Linked DNA regions of Canis lupus: region 1 is linked to region 2. Evidence: chromatin contacts called from public Hi-C data. All regions are on one chromosome and are shown on one strand. The core of a region is the stretch at or near the end of the contact, and the rest is flanking DNA. Distances in the headings are between cores, read along the strand shown.

Evidence for each region. A called contact is a pair of places that touch in the nucleus more often than the background predicts.
Region 1: a contact with region 2 is called in a Hi-C map of blood, with 4 times the contacts expected there. The contact joins the promoter of RAP1B here to the enhancer-like site in region 2. A contact is called at or near these places in 3 of 9 Hi-C or Micro-C datasets (amygdala and blood).

What each region holds. Positions count from the first base shown.
Region 1 is chr10:11,122,688-11,130,377 of UU_Cfam_GSD_1.0, forward strand. RAP1B (ras-related protein Rap-1b) reads left to right here and starts at 5,797. Exons shown (of 8, transcript XM_038549965.1): 1 at 5,797-5,946.
Region 2 is chr10:10,939,759-10,946,954 of UU_Cfam_GSD_1.0, forward strand. All of the region lies in intron 3 of LOC102152432 (a long non-coding RNA gene), which reads left to right. The region is part of intron 1 of LOC111097592 (a long non-coding RNA gene); the gene reads right to left. Among named protein-coding and RNA genes, the nearest start is that of MDM1, 29 kb to the left of the region's middle. Within about 2 kb of position 4,978, at least 6 of the 20 cell types and tissues checked have an H3K27ac peak or open chromatin away from gene starts, as enhancers often do. A contact at or near this core is called in blood, where this site is marked.

The sequences.
Region 1 (7,690 bases), core at 4,547-7,046, 180 kb after region 2:
ATGGCCTTAATCCCTTAGCCTTTATAAGCTTTAGCCTTCTCATCTGTGTAATGGGTCATTAAAACCTATCTCTTGGAATTTGGCCATTATAATTGACTTGATTGATTCATACACAGGATTCAAGATTGACTTGACTAGAAGCCAAGTGCTTACAATGATTAAAGTTTGAGGGGATGTCTAACTTCTGAGCATCTTTGGCATGATTGCATTAGCTGTTTGATTTGGAGACAGCTTGGATTCTGAAAGTACTTATATGTGGCTTTTAAAGAGTTTCTTAATTTAAATTTCTTTTGAAAATTTCATGACAGAGGGTATTTCATGAAGCTGGTTCTTCCAGTGGTTTTCTCCTTTAACACTCATTTACGTGATGGCTCTGGGAATGTCTTTTTTATTTTTTATTTTTTTGTATGGTTTTCCTCAGCCACAGCTTAAGAAAGCGGGAAATTTTAAGTACAATCTGTTCCTTACATCATAGACATTAGCAATGACAAAATTATAGAACTGTTAGATTTATTTAATGTGGCATAGCCAGGTTTGGTGGTCAAGCCTCCAACTGCTAAAATAGAATACAGACAGAATTTGAAATTTATTTTGAGACTAATAAGCAGTTATTACACAGAATGGAAAGCAGGCCAAGCTGCCTCATTTTTCCTTATATATGAATACTTGGTTTCCCCAAAACAGAAATCTAAGAGGCACACAAACTACCCTAAGAGAGTATGAATTCTGAGTTGTCTTCCTATTACAGCAATGGTCTAAAATGCTCTTACCTGGTCTCTCGTGTGATAAAGAGCAGTATTTACAAACATAACTGCATTGAGTTTGGAACACAATCTTTGACCAAGAAAACAGAATGAACCTAACTGGGGAGGTAAGCCATGTTTTTTCCTCTTTCACATCAAAAAGCAGCCTCCTTAACCTTCTCAACCCCCAACCCCAGCTATGCAGGATATTGCAAAAGAATAGAACTATATTTATATACTAAACACATATATAGTGGTGTGTGTATATTATACATATATGTACATGTTGCATATACACCATACACATACATAATTTATATATGTATACATATACACACACTCACACATACATGAATACACACAAAAGAGGGCAAAAACAGTAAGAAAGTCCCTTGAAAGGATCAAATCTCAATACTGTTCCTTTGTGAATGAGATAATATAATAATATTTAAGATTAATGATTTTCAGTGCTCTTGATACCATACTTAATTGGAAGTTAAACAGAATGACTCTTGTTAATGTTAATAATCATTAACTATTAATTAGGAAAATTGTAAATATGAGGATTTTTGAAATCCAATTTTGGATTTGCAATAAGACCTTTACTTATGTAGACTTTTTTTAAAAGATTTTATTTACTTATTTTTTTATTTATTTAGAGAGAACTCACACAGGGGGAAGGGCAGAGGGAGAAGGAAAGACAGCATCTCAAGCAGACTCCACCCTGAGCATGGAGCCCCACACGGGGGCTTGATCCCACTACCCAGAGACCATGACCTGAGCTGAAATCAAGAGTTGGACACTTAACCAAGTGAGCCACCCAAGTGCCCCTTATGTGGACTTTTAAAATGAAACTAATGAGGTATAGATACTATCTGAAGTACAACTTTTAAGGAAGCAAATAACACAAAAAATCAGAAATACTGATCAATACAGCATTATATAGCTAAATACAGTTAAATAGGCAAGAGTTATAGGTAAGTACCCTATTAATATACTTCCCCCATAAGGGAAAGAAGTAATTTTGGGCTTCATCTACTCCCAGGGTCTAAGACATGGCTATTTTCTATGTTTTCTCTTACAACAGTCGTATAAGGCAGAGATTGTTATCCCCATGTTATAGATAAGAGAACCAAGGTTCAATATGGTTCAAGAATTTGCCCAACACCATGCCGCTAATAAGTGGTGAAGCTGAACTCTCTCATGTTCTCCACTATTCCACAGTGCCTTAGGAATAGAAAATTCAACAAATCCATTTTGCTTTGAGAGACAAAGGACTTTATTACTCACAACAAAAGGAGTAGTATCGTGCTTGCAGCAGCTTTGTATATCCCCTACGTGCCCTGGAGGCAATGAAAGTAGACTTAACCTGGATGCCTATACTTGCAGAGGGTTGTGATACAGGAGGAGAACCCTAAGCTTCGGAGCTGTACTGCTTTTATAGCGAGCAGAAGCAATTTTGCACTTTGGGTAGGTGTTATCTCATCCTTCAATATTGCTCAATACAGATACAGCCCCGAGGAACCTCTCAACAAATACATTTTGAATACCTGTTATGTGTAAACCACCTCACCAAACATGAGAAATATACATCTTACGGATTTTTCTCTTCTGGTACACGCAGGACCAGCTACAGAATTGGAGGAACCCAGCACAAAATGAAAATGCAAGCCTGGGGATCCCCGGGTCGCTCAGCGGTTGAACGCCTGCACCTTTGACCCAGGGTGTGATCCTGGAGACCTGGGATCACGTCCCACGTCGGGCTCCCTGCGTGGAGCCTGCTTCTCCCTCTGCCTGTGTCTCTGCCTCTCTCTCTTTCTGTGTCTCCCATGAATAAATAAAATCTTTTTTAAAAAATGCAAGCATTTTGTTACAAAAAAAAACTATTAAAAATTTCAAGATGGTGACATTAGAGCCTTAAACTGATCATTGAGCCTTTAATCACAGAGCCCTGTCACATGCCCATGAAGCTGGACCTGAGCACAGCAGGGCAAACATGGCTAAATCCAGTCCAATGCCTGTTCTTGTACAGCCATGAGCTGAGAATGGTTTTCACATTTTTTAAATGGAAGAAGAAAAGGAAGAGGAAGAAGAGGAAAAAGAAGGAGGAGGAAGAAGAGAAGAAGAAGGAGAAGGAGAAAGAAGGGAAGGAAGAAGGAGAGGAGGAGATTTGTGACATGTGAAAATTATACGAAATTAAAAATTTAGTGTCTATTAATAAAGCTTTATTCGAATAAAGCCACTCATTCATTAAGCATCCCTTGGCTGGTTTTGCACAACAAAAGTAGAGTTGAGTTGCTGCAGCACAGATCATATGACCCACAAAGCCTTAAATATTTACCAATTGGCTCTTTACAGAAAAAGAGAATACAAGTGACAAAAGAAAAGAGCAATAGAGTGTTTATGCAAATGCAAAAGAGAGACCACATTAGATTGGAAAGATGGTCTTTCTGGGAGAAAGTAAATGGACCTTATTAGTGGGCAGGAGAGGGAAGGAAACTCCAGGCAGAGGAAATCACCTATTCACACCAGAGCCGTGGGAAAGCACTGTATCTGGGCAGGATGAAAAGTCCACTCTGCCTGGAAGGCAGTTTTAAATGAGAAGGAAGAGTAAGATACTCTCCAAGGATTTAAACCTTATTTCAGTAGGGCCACGGAGTAACTTTGAAGAAGACAGAGGGACTTGCTCAGGATACTTTACCGTAAATCATCTGACACCACGGTGCAGAATAGATCACAGCAGGACCAGACCGGAGGCCTCAAGGCAAGGTAGGGAGGCGTGGCTCAAGTCCAGGAGCTGAGAGGCAGCACCAACCCGAACAAGTGTGGCCTTAGTGGACATGAATTACTGTATCACAGATGCGCCGAATTGACCGATGGTTTGAAAAAAGGCCGAGCTGGAGTGTCAGGCTTGCAGACTGGCTAATTTAAAAGATGGTAATACAATTAAATGAAAAGAAGAAATTAGTTTGGTGCCAAAAGTTCAGTCTGCATACATGACCAGTTGAAGTTGCCAGTGGAATATCCTGGTGAAAATTTTGAGAAGCCAGGAACCTGGGTTCCAAACCCCAAACTGAGTCTGGTGTTAAAACAGGCAGATTCTGGTATTCTCTTCATAGAGATAATACTTTAATGCAAGTGTAATGATTTCTACTTTTTTTTTTTTGAAGATTTTATTTATTTATTTATTCATGAGAGACACAGAGAGAGAGAGAGAGAGAGAGGCAGAGACCCAGGCAGAGGGAGAAGCAGGCTCCCTGCAGGGAGCCTGATGCAGGACTCCATCCTGGAACCCCAGGATCACACCCTGGGCCGAAGGCAGGCACTAAATCGCTGAACCCCTCGGGCTGTCCGATTTCTACTTTTTTAGAAGAAAAACCTAAGTATTCTTAATTCAAATAGAGTCTTCCCTCAAACTCTAAATAATCTTAGCTCCAATCTTCTAAAACTGACTTCGAAAAAAAAAAAAACTCAATTGCCCAAAGGTCAAAGTGAGCTGAAACAAAGAAGAAAAACCACAGGTGTACCCAAGTAACATCTGCTTCCATGAACTCCAGAGTTTCAGGCTTTCAGACTTGGTCACCCCGGGTTCCATGCCATAACTGAAAGATCAGTAAAGTCTAATTTATTTAAAATTCATTCTTTTGGAATTGATAATAATCCCTACAGACTGGGCTGCCTGGGTGGCTCAGTGGGTTAAGCATCTGCCTTCAGCTCTGGTCACGATCCCAGGATTTTTGGATCAAGCCCCACAGGGGCTTCCCTGCTCAGCAGGGAGTCTCCCTCTGTGCCTCCCGTCGCTCAGCTTGCGCCCAGCTTGCGTGGGCACACTGTCTCTCTCAAATACAATTTAAAAAAAAATCCCTACAGTTTGCTCTGAAATTTGCCTTTGAAATTTCCCTTAAAAAAAGGGTTTTCTAAGCAAACAGAAATTGCAGGAATATGTAACATTCAATTGTCCTAAATTGTGAGATACCTAGAGAAAACCGAGGATAATCCTAATTCATTCTCCTCTACTCTTTATAACGTGTTTAGTTTTCATTCACTGGTATTCTTTAAGGGAGTAAAATTCATCACACTTTTTAATTAATCTTCCAAGTTCATCAAAATTTATTTCTAGAGCGAAGTTAAGCGGAAGTAAACCAAAGTTAGTTTTCAAGTACTTCCCAGCCCCCACTTTTCTCTGCGTTCCGCTCTCGCTGGATCTCTTTTTCTCATCGAAACTTCGTTGCATAAAAGAGCTGATGATGTTTTTTGTACGAAGAGTAGTCGTATTTTAGTCTTTAATAATATTAGCTCCCTCGTGAAGTTCCCGCCCTTTTTGGAACAAGGCATTTTTGGAACAGAAAGTGCTTTCTCTTGCCCAATAGTCTCACCCTAAGGCCACCTAGGAGTAACTAAAGTGCCTGCGTCGGGCCTTTAAATACGCAATTTATTTTATGCAACTGCATAATAAATAGCTGATTTAGGTACAGAGCAACTGCATAATGGGTGATTTAGGTACAGAGCAACTGCATAATAAATGGTTGATTTAGGTACAGAGTGCCAAGTTGTTTGGGGTCATGGGTTCGGTGGCTGACTTTGCAAAGGGTTCACCCCGGGTTAAGACACCAGTGTAGGAGAAACCCCTTGCAAGAGGGAAATCCGCCGTGCCCCGGCCTGCGGGCCTCCGAGCGCGGTCCAGGTGCGGGAACTGCACGCGCTCAGCGCCTCCGCGGCCCCTTCCCCGCACAAAGGAACCCGCGAGCACCCACTGTCGGGTGGCCTTGGTGACTGAGCTCGTTTGCATTAAAGACACCTTTTAAGTTTCGGAGGGCTCCGCGCTCCTGCAAGCCGCGGAGCTCGGGGCGGGCGGCGCGCGCACCTGCGCGGAGCCGGGGGCCCGGCCGAGGGCAGGGGAGGAACCCCGCCCGGGGCTCGGCCGGGGCTCCGCCGGGGCGCCGCGTGTGTCCGGCCGGCGCGCGAAGCCCCGCCCCCGGCGCCAGGCCCCGCCCCCCGGCCCCGCCCCTTCCCCGCCCGCGGACGGAAGCGAGAGCGCGGCCGAACGCCTGACGTCACGGCGACACCGCCAAACCTCGCCCCGAGTCAGGCGTGTAAAGCAGCCGGAGCGGCGGCGGCGGCGGCAGCGGCAGGAGCGCCGCGGCGCCGGGAGCAGCGACCCGGAGGGAGCGCGAGGCGCGGGGAGCCGGTGACAGCGCGAGAGGTGGGTGGAGCGCGTGCGTGGCCGCGGAGGGGAGCGGCGGCGGCCGCGGGGCGGGGGCCGGGCGGCGGAGGGCGCGGGCGGGGGGCGGCGCGGGCCGGGCGGGGACCCCGCGCGGGGACCCCGGGGGGCGGCGGCGGGGCGGCGGCAGGTGCTGCGAGGGCCCGGGCCCTGCGGGGACGAGCCGCCGCCGCCGCCGTCGCCGCCGCCGCGGGGGAGCAGCGCGCTTTGCGGAAGGGGTCAAATGTCTGAAATATGGCGGAGGAAGTGAGAGCCCAGGACCCCCCCGCCCGCTCGCGCCCTCCTGCCCGCCGCCGCCGCCGCCGCCGCCGCCGCCGCCCCGGCCCCCGCGCGGGCCCCGGGGAGCGGCTGGAAGTTACAGCGGAAGCCCCGAAGTTGTGGGCAGGGGAGCCCCCGCGTCGCGCAGCCCCGAGCCCGGACGCGGGGCGCCTGCGGGGGCTCCAGCCGGGCCGCGGGAAAGTTTGCCCGAGCCGGGGCCGGGGCGCCCCCTCCGCCGCGGGAAGTGGCCGCAGCCGGCAGCGCGGGGAGCCCCACCTAGTCCGGCTTCGCGGGCGCGCCGCGGGCTGTTAAAGGGGCCGCTCCGGGGCCCGCGGGGGCGCCCCTCTCCGCCCCGACGGCCCGGCGCGCAGCCCGGGGACTTGCCCGCCGTCGTCTCCGTGTCGCCATCGCAGCGCTGTCAGCACCGGGACTCGTGTTCACAGCTACCCCCCAGCACCAGCACCAGCACGAGCACCGCCAGCACCAGGCAGCCGCGCCTTTGGGATTTTTTTTTAGTTTTTTTCTTTTTTCTTCTTCTGAAAACAACTGACGGCTTTTTGGAGGAAAGCTCACTCTTGCAAGTTGAAGCACGAGATATGCTTCGTCCTCGCCTCCTCCCCCCCCTCCAACCTCCGGTCCATCCTCCGCCCCCCCCCTCCTTTTTTTAGTTTAGCAAAACATTTTTTTTTTTTTTTTTTTGCCCTGGAGCTCTTGTTTGGAAGGAACAGAGGCAGTCCTGTATTACAGTAACGGGAAATGACATTTTAAAGGAGCGGAAAGTTGACACTAAATGAACATCGTGATTTTAATTTTTTTTTTAAGGTTTTATTTATTTAATTATCAGAGACAGAGAGAGAGAGGGCTCCATGCATGGAGCCCGGTGTGGGACTCGATCCCAGGACCTGGGGTCACGACCTGGGCTGAAGGCAGGCGCTCAACCGCTGAGCCACTCAGGGATCCCCTGATTTTAATGTTTTGTTTTTATTTTAATGTTTTTAAGATTAATTCAGTCTACTTGGATTTTTGTTTGGCTTGTGGCCCCTAACCTGTTATCGAGGGCTCGCTCACAACTTAAAGCTGCTAACTCGCAAGTGTATTTTTTGACTCTTCCTTTTTTCGTAATTCGAATACTGTTTAGGCTTGCTCAACGGAACCCCATCTTAGCAAGAAGTGACTCTTTAAAAAAAAAGTGGGGGGAGACGTTCATTTAACTTCAAAGCCCTATCACTTCTAAAAGCTGACTCTGGAATCGTATTTGAGTCATGATGGAGTCATGGGACTTTTTAAGGGCCGGAAGGGACGATTTAGGTCATCCAGTCCCCACCCTCACTTTATGGAGGAGGAAACTGAGGCCTAGAAAAGATAAGATAAGTTAGTGGCCTTACTGACTTTTAGGACCCTGTGCAATAGAGAAGTAGGAGGAAGAAATATACAGTGTTTTTACAGTGAATTGCATTTTTACGGGATG
Region 2 (7,196 bases), core at 3,728-6,227:
CAGAGGGAGAAGCAGGCTCCATGCAGGGAGCCCAATGTGGGACTCCATCCCGGGACTCCAGGATCACGCCGCGGGCCCAAGGCAGGCGCCAAACCGCTGAGCCACCCAGGGAACCCCTCTTCTAGGATTCTTTCCCCAGTTTTTGGATTCTTAAAAGTACTTTTAGTTAAAAAAAAAAAATACTACTTCTAGCTACATCCCCACCCTACCCCACGCACACAACATCACCTCTAAAACAACACCCAAGACAATAGTGATTATGGAAAGCAACCATTTTATATCATTTTGTACTGAGTTACCATGCACGTGCACTATCTTTTCAAAACGTAAAGAGAAACTAAAAATTAAAACTTTTTTAAAGGATTGATTGATTGACTGATTGATTTTAGAGGGAGAGCAAGCATGAACAGGGGTAAGGGCAGAAGGAGAAAATCTTTAAGCAAACTCCTCACTGAGTGTAGAGCATGGCATAAGGATTAATCCCATGACCCATGAGATCATGATCTGAGCTGAAACCAAGAGTCTGATGCTTAACCAACCAACTGAGCCACCCAGGTGCCCCTAAAATTTAAAACTTTTATATAAACCAAGAAATTTAGTAGTTTATAATTCTGATCCATCTATTTTAATTATCTTTGTGTATCCCCCTTAACTCAGAAAGAAAATTAAATCACCACTGTGATATAGGATAGTGATATAGTATTGCTATTGATCCCCAGCCCATTAATTACTCCTAATTTCCCTTGTAAGCACACAATAACAGCTATGCAATCTATCAATCTATGTGCTCCAGTGACTAGCCTGTTGAAATGCTTTGCTAAATGAATTTAGTTGTGGCAGGGTTATCAGGATCTCACTGTCTGGCTGGGTAACCATTCTGTAGCTGGCCAGCAGGGTCTGCAACCCACATAGCGGAGTGGCCCAGCATCCTCCTCATCCATCAGCAGCATGTCTCCCACAGGCACTGAGCAATGACCTTCCTCCATTAATGCTGAGGCTCATTTTCCTTTTGGAAGCTCATTGCTCTGTGCTTGATTCCAGAGAGCAGTATGTCCTTCAGCTTTAACCTTGTCAAGAAATCCATCAATCAGTCTATCCACAAACATTTATTAATCATCTCCTATGTTCCAGGCACCATGATAGATGCTTTGGGGCATGTCAAGAAATACAAAATGTGGTTTCTAACCTATAAGATTTTCTTGTCTAGTTCAAGAGATAGACTATCTAACAATTCCAAAAGTAGAATCATAAAGGATAGAATATTAAAAGTGACAAATCAAGAGGTGAAGAGGAGGAAAGAGAACTAACATTTATCAAATGTCTATATACTGTGCTAGGTGCTTCATATATGCTTTTTACTTAATCATCCTGCCAGCCCTGCTTTTAACTCCATTTTATAGACCTAGAGATGAAGAAAGTTGCCTAACATCACACAGATAAGAAGTGGCAGCACTTGCATTAAAACTTCAGTAAATTTGATTCTAAGGCTCTGCTGTGCTGACTCTAAAGCTTTGTTCTTCCCCACGTATACTATACTTCCCCATAGGATATAAATGCCCCAGGAATTAATTGGAATGACCTATCACTTGAAGTGATAACATTAGATACCATGAATAGGGGTTGAAATCTGAGGAAAGTTTTCAATGGGTTAAAAAGCCAAAGATAGGTAGAATGTCGTAAGGCAAGAGGAAGGAAGGGTATTTCCATTTTGTAAGAAAGGCCTGTACTGTGGGGTAGAGATGGAAAGCCCAAGCTGGTGAGAAGAGCATTAAGAGCCCAACCCTGTCACCTGCTCTTCAACACAGGTAAACAGCATGGTTGTGAGAGCATGTAGCTGCTTCAGGAATCAGCCAGTTTATAAATAAGTGGGCTCTTCTTGGGAGGCTAAAGCCCTGGGAATACACTGGGAGTGGCATGGGCCTGGAGTGTCTTAAAACCTTATATGTTGGGGTACCTGGGTGATGCAGTAGGTTAAGCAACCGACTCTTGGTTTCGGCTCAGGTCATAATCTCAGGATCATGAGATCAAGCCCTGCATTGGGCTCTGCACTCAGCACAGTGTCTGTTTGGGATTCTTTCTCTCTTTCTCTTTGCCCCTCCTGCTCCTGCTCTCTCTCTAAAACAAATAAATCTCTTTAAAAAGGGGGGGGGGATCCCTGGGTGGCTCAGCGGTTTAGCGCCTGCCTTTGGCCCAGGGCGCAATCCTGGAGTCCAGGGATCGAGTCCCATGTCGGGCTCCCGGCATGGAGCCTGCTTCTCCCTCTGCCTGTGTCTCTGCCCCCCTCTCTCTCTCTCTCTCTCTATATCTATCATGAATGAATGAATGAATAAATAAATAAATTAATTAATTAATTAAATAAATATTTTTAAAAAAACAACCTTGTGTGTTTTCTTAGAGATTCTTGGTGTATGTCAGGGAGATGGACCATACAAGACCAGCAATTTTACTTTGTTATAAATAATGACTATATTAAAACAAACATACAGATATTTTGGAGTAGATTCCAATGTTGACATAATTTTTTTTTATTTTTTTTAAAGATTTATTTATTTATTCATGATAGACACAGAGATTGAGAGAGAGGCAGAGACACAGGAGGAGGGAGAAGCAGGCTCCATGCTGGGAGCCCGACATGGGACTCGATCCCGGGACTCCAGGATCGCGCCCTGGGCCAAAGGCAGGCGCCAAACCGCTGAGCCACCCAGGGATCCCAATTATTTTTTTTAATACAAGACATTAATGCAATGCCTAGCTTGTAGTGGGAGACACCATGAGCTTTGGGCGCTGGCCCAGACAGCTGGTCGTAATAGTTTACTATTCTCTGCCATTGGGGATTTCTCAGCATAGACATTAAAAAGTGCTAGTGTGGATAAGACAAACATAGGGCATAGCACAAAAGGAAAGGAAAGGAAGTCCATATGCTACTCCAAGTCTCCATGTTCCAGTCTCCCTTGTCATCTATACTCTCATGTTGTTTTTATTTCTTGTACTAAATGATTAGAAAATGACCCATTAGTACATTCTGTGCATTGCTTTGTCCTAATAAAGTCATCCTTGACTTCGCTGTTTATCTTAACCCCACGTCTGATCCATCAGCAAATCCTGTTCTATGTTACAGATGTATCTAGGGTCCACAGTGTCACCACCTCTACTGCCAACACCCTGGCCCAAAGCTCATCCTCACTGTCCTGCATTGTCACAATAGCCTCCTAGCTGGCTCCCTATTTTGGCCCTCACCCCCAGATTCTACGCTCAACACCATCTGGAGGGATCATATTATAGACTACATCACATCATGAAAGCCCTCTGGCTCAAAATCCCCAGTGACATCCCATCCCCCCTCAGAGTCAAAGCCTAAGGCCTCCGCATGTCCTTCAAGACCCACGCAGTCCTTTCCAGCTACTTTCTCTCTTTTCCCTCCTCTCACCACTCACCAGCCACACTTGTTCTGTTTCTGAGCGAGCCAAGCATCTTCTTCCTCAGGGCTCTTGTACTTTCTCTTCCTTCTCCCTGGGATACCCTTCCCTGAGACATCCACATGGTAGTCTCCCATCCCCCTCCAGCTCTCCATGCAAATGTCACTTTTTCATTGAGGGTTTTCCTATTTTTGCAAAGCTCTTACTTCCCTGCTAGCAACATCTGGGATACCATGTCTTTTTTTTTTTTTTTTTTTTTTTTGATACCACGTCTTATACCTGTTCATTGTCTACCACCCTCCACTAAGATGTCCGTTCCACAAGGGCAAGGATTTTTATCATTTCATTTACTCCCAGCACCTTGAATAGTGCCTGATACTTAGTTGGTAGGCAACAAATAATAGTTGGATGAATTTGGTAGTCTTTTGCTCAAAAAATTTTCTTAATAAAGCACGGATCAAACTAAACTACCTGCCAAAAGGCAAAGAGAAACTGCATTTAAATAAAATTTAAAACCAGTTGTAGAATTTGTATAGTATACTCTTTTGTTGTTGAAATGATACGTTTGGGTACATATTTTTCAGTACTAGTCGGTACTGACTATATGCTAGCAGTTTGATAAACATACTATCCATAGGCCACGTTATATGCTCTTATGCAAATGTTTGTAATTGCATGAACAAAGCTCTGGAGAAATACATACCAAACCATTGGAGAATGAGTACAAGGTTTGAGGGAGCAAGAGAAGACTAGCTTTATTTTATACTTTTCTCCATTATTCAAGTGATTCATAACAAAAATGTATTATTTTATAATTTAAAAAGAAAAATATCTGAAAAGACTGGATATCAGTCTTATGTCTGTTGAAAATTTCCCATTTTCATCGATTTACTTTGGATTTGGGGCCTGTGGTAATTTACATGATTGTAATTCTCCCAGAAATTCTTTCTTGACTGCCATAGAAAATACTACAAGTTTTGGTGCCATCCAGAAAGCAAAGGATGAGGATGATGCCTTTTCTTCCCCTTTGAGTTGCATTTTGTTTTAAGATATCTTGTTCTAATTGGCATTGTTATGAAATGAGAAATATTACATACAAGAATGCTGCAATCCACATTTTCTGCCTATCTTTTTGTCCCACATGTTCTTGAGATTTCTATCAGCTCGGTATCTACCATTTCCACATCTGTAGTATAACAGCGTGGTGCAACAGTCCTTTGCAATGCTGCAGACCAACAGAAAGATGCCAGGCCCCGCCGCAGTTTCACAACACACAGGGTCTTCCCGCCTTAGCTGGAGTGATGCCCAGAAAGGCTCGGCAGAGGATTCTTAAGGTCTCCACACAGAGACCAAGGCCTGTCACAACTGCAGTGTTCGGCTCCACACAGTCGGCAAAGGACGTCGTCCGTGCAGCAGTTTGCCTGTGTCCCTCTGGCTCACGCTTGTTGTTGAGTTGAGCAACTGGGGCTGTTCACTGGCAACAGAGATTTCCACAACCTCTCCCATCTGGCTTTTCAAGGCTGCTCTTAGGAGAGTTACTTCTGCCCCTCAGTGGCCACGCCCTTTCCCAGGCTGGGCCCAGCGGAAGTCAGGCCAGGAGGGGAGGAGGCGTTGCAAGTTGTGGGAACCACAGGAACTCCACACTCCTCCTGACAAGATCTACTCCACCTGGCTCAGAACCAGCTTTGTTCCTCTCCCCCATCCCCCAGCCCTCTTGCCCTGAATGGCTGACTTGGGTGATATTTATACTCATAGTTTCACACTATGGAGGTTTGGGTACAGGGATCAACACTGTTACCACTCAGATTGCACTCAAAAAGCCTGATGCTGAAACATACTTGACCTCCATTAATCAAGTCATGCAAATGGGGGGGGGCGGGGGAGCCAAGATAGTATTTTATATATATGTGGGGTCGGGGGAGCTGAGGGAGAGAGAGCAAGAGATTTTTTCATGGTAGCAGTGGTTGCCAAATACTTGGTTTCATTTGACTGCTGCTAGAGTGCACAGCTTTGATACAACCTTTCCAAAAGGTAATTTGACAACATGTACCAAAAGCCTTAAAAATGTACATATCTACCAGTAATTCCATTTCAGAAATGTAATCTAAGGAAACACAAGATGTACGTACAAGAATGTTCTTTGGCAGGTTACATCCATAGGCATGTACTACTTTAATATTTTAGAAGGTAGAAGGTACTTTTAATATTTTAGAAGGTAGAAGGTTTTTTTTTAAGGGCATGAGGAAGTGTTCATGATAAATGAAAAAGCCACTATATTTATGTTAAAATGTACATATTCTATGTAAAAATGTACATATTCCATGTAAAAATATGCATGAGAGAGGGAGCACTCCTTTCTCTTGAGCTACCCTCTGCCCTTGGCTACTGAGCACTGTACTCTCTTCTAATTTTCTTCCTAGTCACTTGCCACTCCTTCAGTTTCTTACATGTGTCCTCCTCCTCCTCCTCCTCTTTCCAATGGACACATATTGGAGGGCCTCAGGTCTCAGTCTCAGATTTCCTGTCCATCTTATTTAACTTCCTAGACAGGTCTCTTTTCCATCCTCTCAATCAGATGATCCTCAGATTAGAATCCCTAGTCCCATCCTCTCCCCAGGGCTCCCACCATATATCCAACTGCCTGGGCCCAACTGGATATCGAAATCTTCACTAGGATATAAAATTTTCACTCAAACTTCTCATATCCAAAACTAAACTCTTGATTTCCACCACTGCATTTCCCCTACATACACACACACATCTGCTTCTCCCTTGTTATTTTCCACCCCTGTAAATGGATCATCATTTCACTGGAAATGAGATTGGACAGCATCCTTTTCATGCCTGCCTTCCTTACATCCAACCCATCAGCAAGTCCCATTGTTTCTATGTTCAAAATATATGCCAAATCTAACAACCTTTCACCATCTCCGCCACTTACCCCTCAGCCCAGGACACCAACATCTTTTCCCTAGACTTCTGTAACAGCCTTTCAATGGGTCTCTCTGCACTCATATTATGTGCCTATAATCCATTCTCCACACAGCAGTCAGTGATCATTTTTTAAAAATAAGTAAATCAAATCAAAAGGCAAGAAATCCATTCCAAAATGTTAAAGTTATCCAGGAATGATGAGATTATGAGCTGTTCTTATTTTTTGTCTGTTTCTCTGTTATTTGTCAAACTTCCAACAACAAACATGTTTCACTTTCCTAGCAAGAAATCAAATTTTTTTTTGAAAAAACAAAAATCATTATAGGTTTCAGCCTGAAATGTTAGGAATTCATCTCCCATGAATCAGTTCTAGCAGACCAGGACCAAACAAGCTACAGAGCAGTAGTGAATACTCCACCTCCAAATGCAACTCTAGGAGCAATGGAGGAACATCCTGAACTAAGGTGGCACATACACAGCACTTGTGAAGCCACTTCTCCTCCTGCCCCAATGTGTGGCAGACATCACTAAATGATTGCTATCATTGCCAGCTGAGTTTAGATATAACCTCAGAATCCTTCTCAACACAGAGGCAGCGACTATCACTCACTTAGGATTGATACTTAAGGGGAAACATATTAGTCATCTGTAATAAGCATCCTATCTGGAGATTGAGAAGTTAAATTCTACTCTTTTTTTTTTTAATTCTACTCTTTCTTAAGTGAGTATAATGCACTAAACATTTTCAAATCAGTTTTATTTCTAAAGTGTCATATAACTTTGCAAAACCCCATTTGGTGGGTAGGGAAGATTTTTTTTTTTTTTTAAAGATTTTATTTATTTATT